2 separate regions of the Mus musculus genome follow, and region 2 is linked to region 1. The links are chromatin contacts, called in public HiChIP or PLAC-seq maps. All regions are on one chromosome and are shown on one strand. The core of a region is the stretch at or near the end of the contact, and the rest is flanking DNA. Distances in the headings are between cores, read along the strand shown.

What was found. HiChIP or PLAC-seq counts read pairs in DNA pulled down with a chosen protein or histone mark.
Region 2: an H3K27ac HiChIP or PLAC-seq map of large pre-B cells shows a contact between it and region 1, with 4 times the contacts expected there. The contact joins the promoter of Golga4 here to the promoter of D730003K21Rik in region 1. A contact is called at or near these places in 1 of 39 promoter capture datasets (the 3T3-L1 cell line) and 1 of 115 datasets of contacts at active chromatin or transcription factors (large pre-B cells).

Annotation. Positions count from the first base shown.
Region 1 is chr9:116,325,892-116,330,995 of GRCm38.p6, forward strand. It overlaps D730003K21Rik (a long non-coding RNA gene), which reads left to right and starts at 1,432. Exons shown (of 4, transcript XR_871324.2): 1 at 1,432-1,754; 2 at 3,290-3,447.
Region 2 is chr9:118,502,763-118,508,092 of GRCm38.p6, forward strand. It overlaps Golga4 (golgi autoantigen, golgin subfamily a, 4), which reads left to right and starts at 3,556. Exons shown (of 24, transcript NM_018748.3): 1 at 3,556-3,795. The coding sequence starts at 3,724.

The DNA of each region.
Region 1 (5,104 bases), core at 182-2,681:
AAAGAGAAGCTTCTTTGGCCAAGCTGTGGGTAGCAATAGTCTGTAGATATAAATATAAGTTCTTAGGAGACGGTGTAGCTATATGTCTATTTTTTTTAAACAAAATATCTACCTTTCCCCCTAAGGCTTATGACCTTCCAAGCCAAAGTTTGTTTTCAGCTTGTGGGTCTGTTTGCTTGAGACAAAATTCTACTATGCATTGCATGATAGCCTTGAACTTACTCTAGCTCAGGATGGCCTCAAAATTAGAGTAGTCCTCAGCCTCACAGAGTGTTGGCATGCCAGGTGTGTATCATGATGCTTAGAGACAGATTTCTTTCTAACCAGTTATAGATGTAAAATTATTCTTAGTTTGTGGATCAAATCAACCAACAAACGAACAAATCAACAAACCAAGCAAACAGTCGGTAAAACTAAAAACAGGTGGCAGGCGAGGTGCTGGGTTATCAACAGTAGGCTGGCTACCACCCCAAACGTCTTCAATGCCACTGGTAAGTTCCATACATGAGCTTGCTTCACTTTCACTATTGTGGCACACACACACACACACACACACACACACACACACACACACAAAACATATACCTTGACTAAAAAAATGTATGTCAACAATGAGATCCATGGATATGGCTGCTGGGTGATATGTTGTTTGCCTAACTCTGTGTATAAAGATAAATATGCATATATACCCTTGCAAGTACTCATAAATACTCATACACCTAGACATAGAACATAAACATATATTCCTTGAAACAATTCAGGATTCTAGACATTTCCAACTGTTGCTTTCACACATTTAGAAGGGTTACTTAGCACTGTCCCCATTTTCTGGTTCTATAACTGTGTTTTCATGACTTGATCTTATCAAATCCCAACACCCCCATCTTCCCTCATCCAACCATGTGGTTAGTCACCAGGTCAAGCCCAGTTCCTTGAACATTAGTGGATTTCCACCTAGAGTCAGGATGACAATGAGTGGGTTTGGCTGTAGGTACATGGAGTATGGTAACGTAAGGATCCATGAGTCACTGAAGAATGATACCCCAGACTCAAATAGTACGTAAACGGAGAGTGTTTTACTTTGCAGAAGTCCAGCATGCTGGGGTCTCTCCAATGCCAAGATAGAGAGACAACCAAGTGAGCTTGCAGGCCTGATTTAAAGCACATTAGGTAATTCTGGGATAGGTGACTTCTATGTTAATCTGTTGGGTCTATCTCTATGGACATTCCATTACTGGGGTGTAGGAGCTGTGAACCTGCTGGGAAGATCTAGAAACTGTTGCTGAGGAAGTCTGGAAACTGCTGCTGACCCATTGTCCTTGCCTCACGATAGGTGGCAGGGCAGCTTCTGAGGCCTGGACTTGCCTGGACTTGCCCAGTTCTTAGAAACAGAGATTTAGGCCTAGTCTCCTTAACTGCCAATGTGAAGCCTGTCATGGAATCAGCCTAGCTTCCATAGGCCTTCTCAGTACCTATCAGAGCGATTTGGAATTTCATGGTTCCAGGAAGTAGCTAAGTAAGTTCTGTATTCAGCTCTTGTTCTAACTGGCATAGAGTCCAAAGTGAGCAGGAGTATTAATCAAGGAGGAAGAGCCCGTGTAAATGTGGAAAAACTCCAGGATTGTGGCTTGGAGGTCACAAAAGTAAGTTGGAACTTCCAGGAACCTCTGCCTGATGCTTCCAACTTCAAACACACCACCGACTTGCAGGGAACGCTGGCACAGTTGATTATTTTCTAATGGACATCTACCCAGGTGAGGAGCTGGGGAACCTGAAGGAAGAGACCTGGTGAGGGACACAGAACTGTATGCTTGGCTTCTGCCCTCTGTCACAGGGAGACAGACATCAGCAGTTCCTGTGTGACCCACAGCAGCTGAGTAATGCGCTCTGAAATGTCCTATCTCAGTTGGTAAAGTGCTTGCAAACCCCTGGGTTCCAAGCTCTGCAAGGCACAAAGTGGGTATGGTATCGTATGCCAGCTATCACAGCACTTGTCAGGCAGAGGCAGGAGGACCAGGAGTTCAAGGTTTTCTATCTATTGCTATCTAGTGGGTTGGAGGCCAGTCTGAGCCACGTAAGATGCTACATACGAACAAACAAACAAATGGCAAATAGCTAATGTGGGCCTTCCATACCCTACCTTGTAGATTCTTTCTGCCCTGAGACTATGAAGAGATAGAATCCTGGTCCTCAGATGTCTCCCCTAGCTAAGTCAGCACAGAAAATGGACTATGTAAACTCCCTTTCCTGTAGAGCTGGTCTGAAGTAATCCGAGATGGTTTTTGTAAGACTTGGTAAAGTTCCTTCACCCTCTTTCCAGTACTGTCCTGGGGAGAGGGGGAGTCGGCCTTTATCCTTGGGAGATTGCACAGATTTAGAAACTGATCTTACACGGAGGACAAGAGAACAGCCTAAGAAGTCACCTCTTCTCTGCCTGGGGGTTTTCTCCCTCCTGCGGGGTGCTCAGAGGGCTTCTCCTGGAAGCCCTAGGACCAGCAGGCCTGGCTTCCTGCCTTTCTCTAACCAGGGTGGCAGGGGGCCTGCATCTGCCTCCCAGCAGCCTTCCTGTGTTGACAGCACCCTTTGTTCTTCCTTTCTCCCTAGGGAAGATGTTGGCTTGTCTGTTCTGGGCAACAGATTTGGGAAAAAACACACTTTTGTCTTTTAAAGGAATTTATCATTGTTCTTCTGAAGACTCAAAAGAAAAGTCACCTTACACTGATTTCAAAAGCAACAACAACAACAAAAACCAATTGAACACCCCCTCGCCCCCTTCAAAAACAACAGGAAGGCATGATTCAGGCCATGCATTTTAAAATTACTAAATCCACAAAAATGTGAATGTGTGTGTGTGTGTGTGTGTGTGTGTGATAACAATAATGAACAGGCAAAAGAAAATTGCAATGTTTCTCAATCTCTCCATTTTCTGACATACATGTCACCATCAGATTCTTTTTTTAAAAAAGTCTCTTAATTATGTGCATGTGTGTGCGTGTATGGCTTTTGCACATGTGCAGGTGCCAGTGGAGACAAGAAAGTGTCCAGTTTTCCTGAAGCTGGAGTTAGAGGCAGCTGTGAGTCTCCTGATGTTGGTGATAGGAACTGAACTCTAGTCCTTGGCAAGAGAAAAGAAACCCCTAGCCCCGAGCCATGCCATCTCTCTAGCCCTAGATTGCTTTCTTGGTCCTTTTATGCCAGCGACTTCAGAAAGTCTTGCTGTATATTCTTAAAAGGCCGTCTGGAAATTTGTAGAGTTGGGTAATAAACTTTACTGTGTACTTTACTACAGCCTGAACCCCAGAATAATCTTTACTCCATGGAGTGTGTATGTGTGTAAAGGGTCCCAGAGGCAAGATGGAGCCTACGACAACTTCCTGAGAACGAAGTTTTGAAAGCACATACTTGCACTTCCACGAAAATTTGTCACCAACACAGAGCCTTTGTCAGGTGGGTTCCTTTTATTCATGACAGGAAGGGGACTTCCCCTCAGTAATACAGTCATCTGTGGTTGCACATACCTCTCCCTGTCTTCCGGGTTCTTTTCTAGAGAGTCACAGGGAGGGTACGGTTATTAAGACCCTTCACTGATTATATATAGCATTGTTATGTTTTCTTTCAAAACTTCCACTATGTAGTGAGGTTTTTAACTGTAAGGTTGTATGTCTGTACCTGAGCAGGTTTTGTGTGTAGTGTCTTAGTGTCCATAATGATATTTTGTTGGGGCTAGAGAGATGGTCAGATCCATTTGGTCCCTGGTCATGTGGGGCTGTCACCTATCTTCTGTAACTCCAACTCCAGGGAATCCAATGTCTTTTTCTGGCATGTGTGTGTGTACAATTAAAAATAAAACAAAATTAATTTTGACCAAAAGTAATGATACTATCTGAAAATATTGGCTGATCTCAATGTTAAGTAAGCATTTACAAAACTATTTATCATGCAAAAGTACTTGTGTCTAATTTGGAATTAGAAATGAGTCATTAGAAAATTTCTGGAATTAGCTGGTAAGAGAAATCTGGAATTAACAACAATAACAACAAGATGAAGTATTCAAAGTAGGGACAGCCATAATGTATCTGAGCACCTGAGAGATACAGAGAATGCCTTCTCCAGGTTGTAGAATTGGAGAAAACTCTCCAGGTGAGTGAGTGGGTTGGGCTGTGGACCCATGAAAAGTGATAGGAGTGTAGACACCACTTCAAAGGCGCTTCACTCATGTTGGCCACCCCAAGGGCTTTGCTTTCCTGTCAACAGTGATGTCTTTACCATCTTGTCCTTGTTTATAACATGTTGGACTACTCAACAGGGTCTCTCTATTTTACCAAGTCGTGGAACAGAGTGAAGGACAGCAGAGATGGCCAGGATCCCATATGTAAAGGTGATGAAGAGTGAGCACTGGGTCTGTCATGTGCTTGCTCAGATTTTCCCATTTAACTTTCAGGAGCCATCTGTAGAAAAATAACATCATTATGTCCATTTGAAGGTTCAAGGGATCAGGACACATGGGCAACTCATAGTTAGTAGGTGATGGGAAAAGGCTTTAGATATTTGGATCTGGAGGCTGAGCTCAGCATATGAGATGACAGAGAGTCCTATTCAGCCATCTTATTCTGTCATTCTGTGGGAATAACAGAGACTTCTTTGTTCTTCTCTGGGTGCTGGATAGACTATGTTAGTGTAGACCAATCAGAAATGATTTCTGGCTACTCTGAGTGCACATGTGTCAACTGGTACACACCTGGGCATCACCATACTCAGAACCATTTCTTTCAACTTGTTGCTGTGCCTAAAAAATGTAATTCTTCCTCTCACTGTTTCCTTTAAAGCCTGCTGCTCTTTTCTTCCACCTTATATCAGCAATCGCTTGAGACCAGTAGCCTAGTTTTGTTTCAGGAGCCAGTAGTGGAGAAACAGGGAGTTGGGAGATGGGGTTTTGCCCTTTAGATCAAAAGGGAAGGGAACTATTTTTGTAGGGTGTGCTGCGGGGTGCAGGGTAGATCAGGAGAACAGAGTAGCAGTAGAATCGCGCAAGGCTGCTCTGGAGGTCTCCATTTTGAAGCATCTCTCTTTCCATTAGAGGGAGCCACACATATACAGTTTCCCA
Region 2 (5,330 bases), core at 2,306-4,805, 2.2 Mb after region 1:
TAGCTGTCTCTTGTGAGACTATGCCGGGGCCTAGCAAACACAGAAGTGGATGCTCACAGTCAGCTAATGGATGGATCACAGGGCTCCCAATGGAGGAGCTAGAGAAAGTACCCAAGGAGCTAAAGGGATCTGCAACCCTATAGGTGGAACAACATTATGAACTAACCAGTACCCCGGAGCTCTCGACTCTAGCTGCATATGTATCAAAAGATGGCCTAGTCGGCCATCACTGGAAAGAGAGGCCCATTGGACACGCAAACTTTATATGCCCCAGTACAGGGGAACTCCAGGGCCAAAAAGGGGGAGTGGGTGGGTAGGGGAGTGGGGGTGGGTGGGTATGGGGGACTTTTGGTATAGCATTGGAAATGTAAATGAGCTAAATACCTAATAAAAAATGGAAAAAAATGGTGTGTGAGCTATATGACCTTGGGTAAGATGTTTGACCTCTCTCTGAGTCTTGGGATTTATATTTTAATTTCGTTATTGCATTTACTTGTGTATGTGCTTTAGAAGTTCTCCTGTTGTTATTTTAAGATTTACATGGGTTTGTGTTTGCCTGCACAATGTGTATGTGTGCCAGCCATTTCCACAGTGTCAACTCTGTGGCTCCATGGGGAGGGGAGGGGAGGAGAGGGGAGAGCCTGCTGGCTTCTAGTGTCCTTTTCAACTTCTCTCTGCAGTGTTTTTACATCTTTCCTTGCAGGCATCTCTTGCTCTCTGATTGGCTCTCCTCCTAGGTGGCCTGTTTGTTTTGTTTTGCTTGGTTACTATAAAGGGAATCCTCTCCAGATTTCTTCCTCTTAAAGTTCACATCATTGGGATGTTGAAAACTACAGATTATTGATGTTCATTTTATATCCTATGGCTTGACTGTAAGTATTTATTTCTTCAATCTAAGAATTCAGATGAAGTCTTCAGGGTCTCTGAGATACTGGATCACATCTGTGAATAGGAAATGTTTGACTTCTTCCTTTTCTGTCCGGATCCCTTTTCTTTCTTTTCTCTTAGCGCCCCATGCTGCACTCCCAACTCTGCAGGACATGTTTCCTGCTCTCCTCCATTTAGAATAAATTTAGAGTTTAGATGTTTGTAGCGTGTAGCTTTAAGAGCTTTTGTTTTCCTGTGTGTGGGTATTTCGCCTGCATTTCTGATTGTGCACCACATGTATATCTGCTGTCCTCAGAGGTCAAAAGAGAGTCTTAGAGCCCCCAGAACTGGAGTTACAGATGGTTGTGAATCACCATGTGGTTTGGGTGCTGGGAACCAAACCAAGGTCCTATGCAAAAGCATCGAATGCTCTTATCTGATCTGTATTGTGTTGAGAAATTTTGTGCCTTTGTTCATCAGGGAACTTGGCATGCAGTGTTCTTTGTGTGTGTGTTCTTATCTAGTTTGGGCATTAGTGTAATACTAACGAGCTGTGCTCCTTCCAGGTTGTCGAGATTGCCAATTTCTGAAAAGTATGGTAGAGTTCAGCTGTGAGCCTGTTTAGTTCTGGGCTTTTCTTTGTTGGTGGACTCTGCTACTGTGTGTGAGGGAGAATTGTGGAGATCAGCCACATCTGGACAGCCCTCACATCTGGACAGCCCTCACATCTGGACAGACCTTGTTGGGCTACCCAGGCCACGGTCTGTCAGTCAGACTAATACATCCCATGTGTCTATATATCCACTCCATTGGCTCTGCTCCTTTAGAGAAAGAACTCTGACCCAAACACTGCCCATCTCTAGTTTTATTCATGTGGAATCACCCCATTGGTTATTTTTGCTAGAGTATTTCTGTTTGCTTGTTGTTCTTGTTTTTTTGTTTGCTTGTTTGCTTGTTTGTTTGACACGGTTTCTCTGTCTTAGCTTTGGCTGTCCTGGAATTCACTCTGTAGACCAGGCTGGCCTCAAACTTAAGAAATCCAAGTGCCTCTGCTTCCTTAGTGTTGGGATTAAAGTTGTGCACCACCACCACCGCCATCTGGTTAAAATGTAAGCTCTCATAACCTTTCCTGTAAGCAATTCTGTGGAGGCATTGTCTTGTTTAATGATTGATAGTGTGAGGGTCCAGCTTAATGTGGGTGGTTCTACCCCAGGTAGGTGGTGTTGGGTTGTATAAGAAAGCAAGCTGAGCGATCCACTGGGAACAGGACAGCAAGCACCACTCCCCCTTTGGCTCTGCTTCAGTTCTTGTCTCCAGCTTTCTGACTTGAATTCTTGCAGGCAAACTAAGACAAGGTAGTATATATGCCCAGAGACAGGACTCCTTCACTTAGGTTTTTGACTACGAATCTCCTCCTCTGGCATGTGACTGGCATTGGAAGTCTTGTGGGACTGAGGCCTAAACCTGTGGATCTGGTTTTCTCTGTCTCTCTGTCTCTCTCTCTGTCTCTGTCTGTCTCTGTCTGTCTCTGTCTGTCTCTGTCTGTCTCTGTCTCTGTCTCTGTCTCTGTCTCTCTCTCTCTCTCTCTGAGTCAGGGTGTCCCTATGTAACATAGGCCCATCTGGCCTGGAACTCGGAGATCACCTGGCCTCAGCCTCCCAGGTGCTGGGATTAAAGGTGTACACCCCCATGCACCAGTTCTTAATGTTCTGTTCAAAGAATCAGAACTGAATGGATGCCATCCAGGTAGTAGCTTGTGCAGAACCCAGAGTTTCGAGGTCATATGGGTCTTTGTGAGCAGAGGTTTCAGAAATATTCTATGTTGTGCAAGTGTAGGGGGTTCTCAGCAGATGGAAAAGTCTAGGTAGGGGAAGACAGCTCCTTTGGAGTGCAGCCACAGATATTAAGCACTAAAGGCAGATAATTCTGACTAGGCAGAAAATTGTGCACCTGTAGGCCTCAGCTATTCTGGAGGCAGGAAAATCACTTTAGTTAACAAATTCAAGGCCAGTCTGCCTAATTCAGCCAGACTATTTATGTTTGAGACAGGATCTCACTGTAGCTCAGACTGGCCTTAAATTCATATAGGCAAGAATGACCTTGAACTTCTCGTCCTACTGCTTCTACCTCTGGATGCTGGGATTACAGGTATACACCATCACACCCAGTTTATGCGATGCTGAGGCTAGAGCCAATCCTTCCTGCATATGCTAGGTAAACAAACGTTCTACACCCTCAGCCCCAGATTTTCTCTTTAAACCAACCAACCAACCAACCAATGAACCAATGAACCAACGAACCAACTAGCTGGCCAACCAGCGAACCAACTAGTCATCTATACCATCCAACCCACTATCCAAAAACCTTTCGAGAGAATTCTAAACGATCGTGCCACACGACACTGAATACACTTCTGCATTCCTAGCTCTATCCTCTCTCACCCCAGCCTTCTTCACTGTGGTGCTCAGTGGTGGGATGCTCCCTATTTGACAGCACAGCTCCAAGACTCCCGCTAGAGTCAGCGCAGACGCCACTGTGCACGCGCGTTCACCCGCACCGCCTCCATATTGTCCGCCGCGGCGCTCCGTAGCAAGCCCCTGGCAAGCTCCACGTCGACCGCGCAGGCGCCCGGGGCGCGTTCACCTGCTGCCGTTGTCGCCGCCGCCGCCGCCGCTGACGGGGCTGGATGGGGGGCCGAGGCCAGCCAGGGGCACCCAGAAAGAAGAGACGCGGCGGCGGCGACGCCGACACCCGCACGACGAGCGCCCCGAGGTGCCCGCCAGCTCCACAGGAAGGCGGCGAGGCCCGGGCCCGGCCGCCCCGCGGGTAGAGACGCTGCCGGCCCCTCGCCGCGCCATGTTCAAGAAGCTGAAGCAGAAGATCAGCGAGGAGCAGCAGCAGCTGCAGCAGGCGTTAGCCCCTGCTCAGGTACGTCGTCCCCCTGCGCCGAGGCCCGGGAAGCGGGCGAAAGTTCCCCATGACCTTTGACCTCCGCCCCAGGAACACCCCCCCCCCCCAAACCGTAGCCCTGGAAGGTTTGGGACCACCCAGCCGGTGTAGGAACCCTGGCCTGGTTTCTCCCAAAACTCCGTCCCTGTGCAGGGTGACGGGACCGGTCGGGACATTTGACTTCGGAGTTTCCCCTCTAAGGACCGACCCGGTCTGACAGATGGGTGCGATGGGTTCGGGTCCTGCGTGGGGAGCTTCTCTCGCCCGTCAGAGACCCTGACTCTAGAGTGGTGACGGGGGCGGGGCAACCCAGATCCTTTGTGATATGTGACCTCTGCCCTCTGCCCCATATATGACCAATGTCCTCTGGGTTCCCTGGACATCGCACCCGGAATGACCAGGTCCCTGTAAGTCTCCTGCTTCCAAACCCTGATCGAGGCAGAGAGTCGAGCCTGCCCGGGCCAGGCTGCTCGCAGGAGCCGAGGGCGGCGGTCCAGCGACCAAGCCTGTCACGAGTTAGTCACTTCGTGTAACTTGGGTGATGGCGGACAGGGCTCAGGGGCAGACACTGAACGGGACGGGCACCGAGCCTGTCAGCAACCGGGCTCTTGCATCTTTTCTGGAAGGTCGTTGCTTTTTAAGGGAGTATGGTTTCGGGCTGGGAAAAGGGGGCGTGTTCGTGTTAGAAACAAACTACCCCTCTCCAGCACTCAGGGTGTGAAGGACGGGAGGGGAGGGTTTCTGCTGAATCTCTCCCCAGTCTCCCTGAATATCAGTAGATTGAACACGAACGTCTTTTCTTTTATGGTTAGAAACCTGGAAAGCCCATGGCTCAAGAAAGGTCGTAGTTTGGCTAAGTGGGAAGCAGTTTGGGTGTTTAAATATAACGACCCAGCATTCTGTTTCTAGAAACATAGTCTGAGAAGATTTAGGATGCAAAAACATTTAGTTACACGATTTCTTTTTTCTTGTGTGCGCGCGTGGGCAGGTGGCAGCCAGAAGACAACCATGGTGTCGTCATTCCTCATCCCTCGGGCTTTATTCTTTTTATTTTACTATTTAAAAAAGATTTCTGGATTTCTTTATGTGAGTGTCTTGTCTGTCTGTATGTCTGTACACTGTGTGAGGCCAGAAGATAGTGTTGGATCCCAGGGAACTTGTCATGCATGGTTGAACCATTATGTGGGTTGGTCCTCTGCAAGAGCAACAATTGCTCTTAACCTCTGAGCCATTTCTCCAGCACACCCCCTGGCCTGGAACTCACCAAATAGGCTGGGCTCAATGGCCAGCAGGCCGAGGGAATCCACCTTTCTGCCTCCTGAGCACTGGGGTACAAGAGTGTGCCACCACAGCTGTCTTTTTTAACCTGGATTCTGAGATGGAAACTCAGGCAAGCATTTTACCATCTGAACTGTCTTGCTAGCCCTGGCGCTGTTTTAATGGTAGCACTCTGGGGCCAGTAAAGAATTGGCTGGATACATTCTTACCAGGGGGCTGATTATTATACAGCGCTA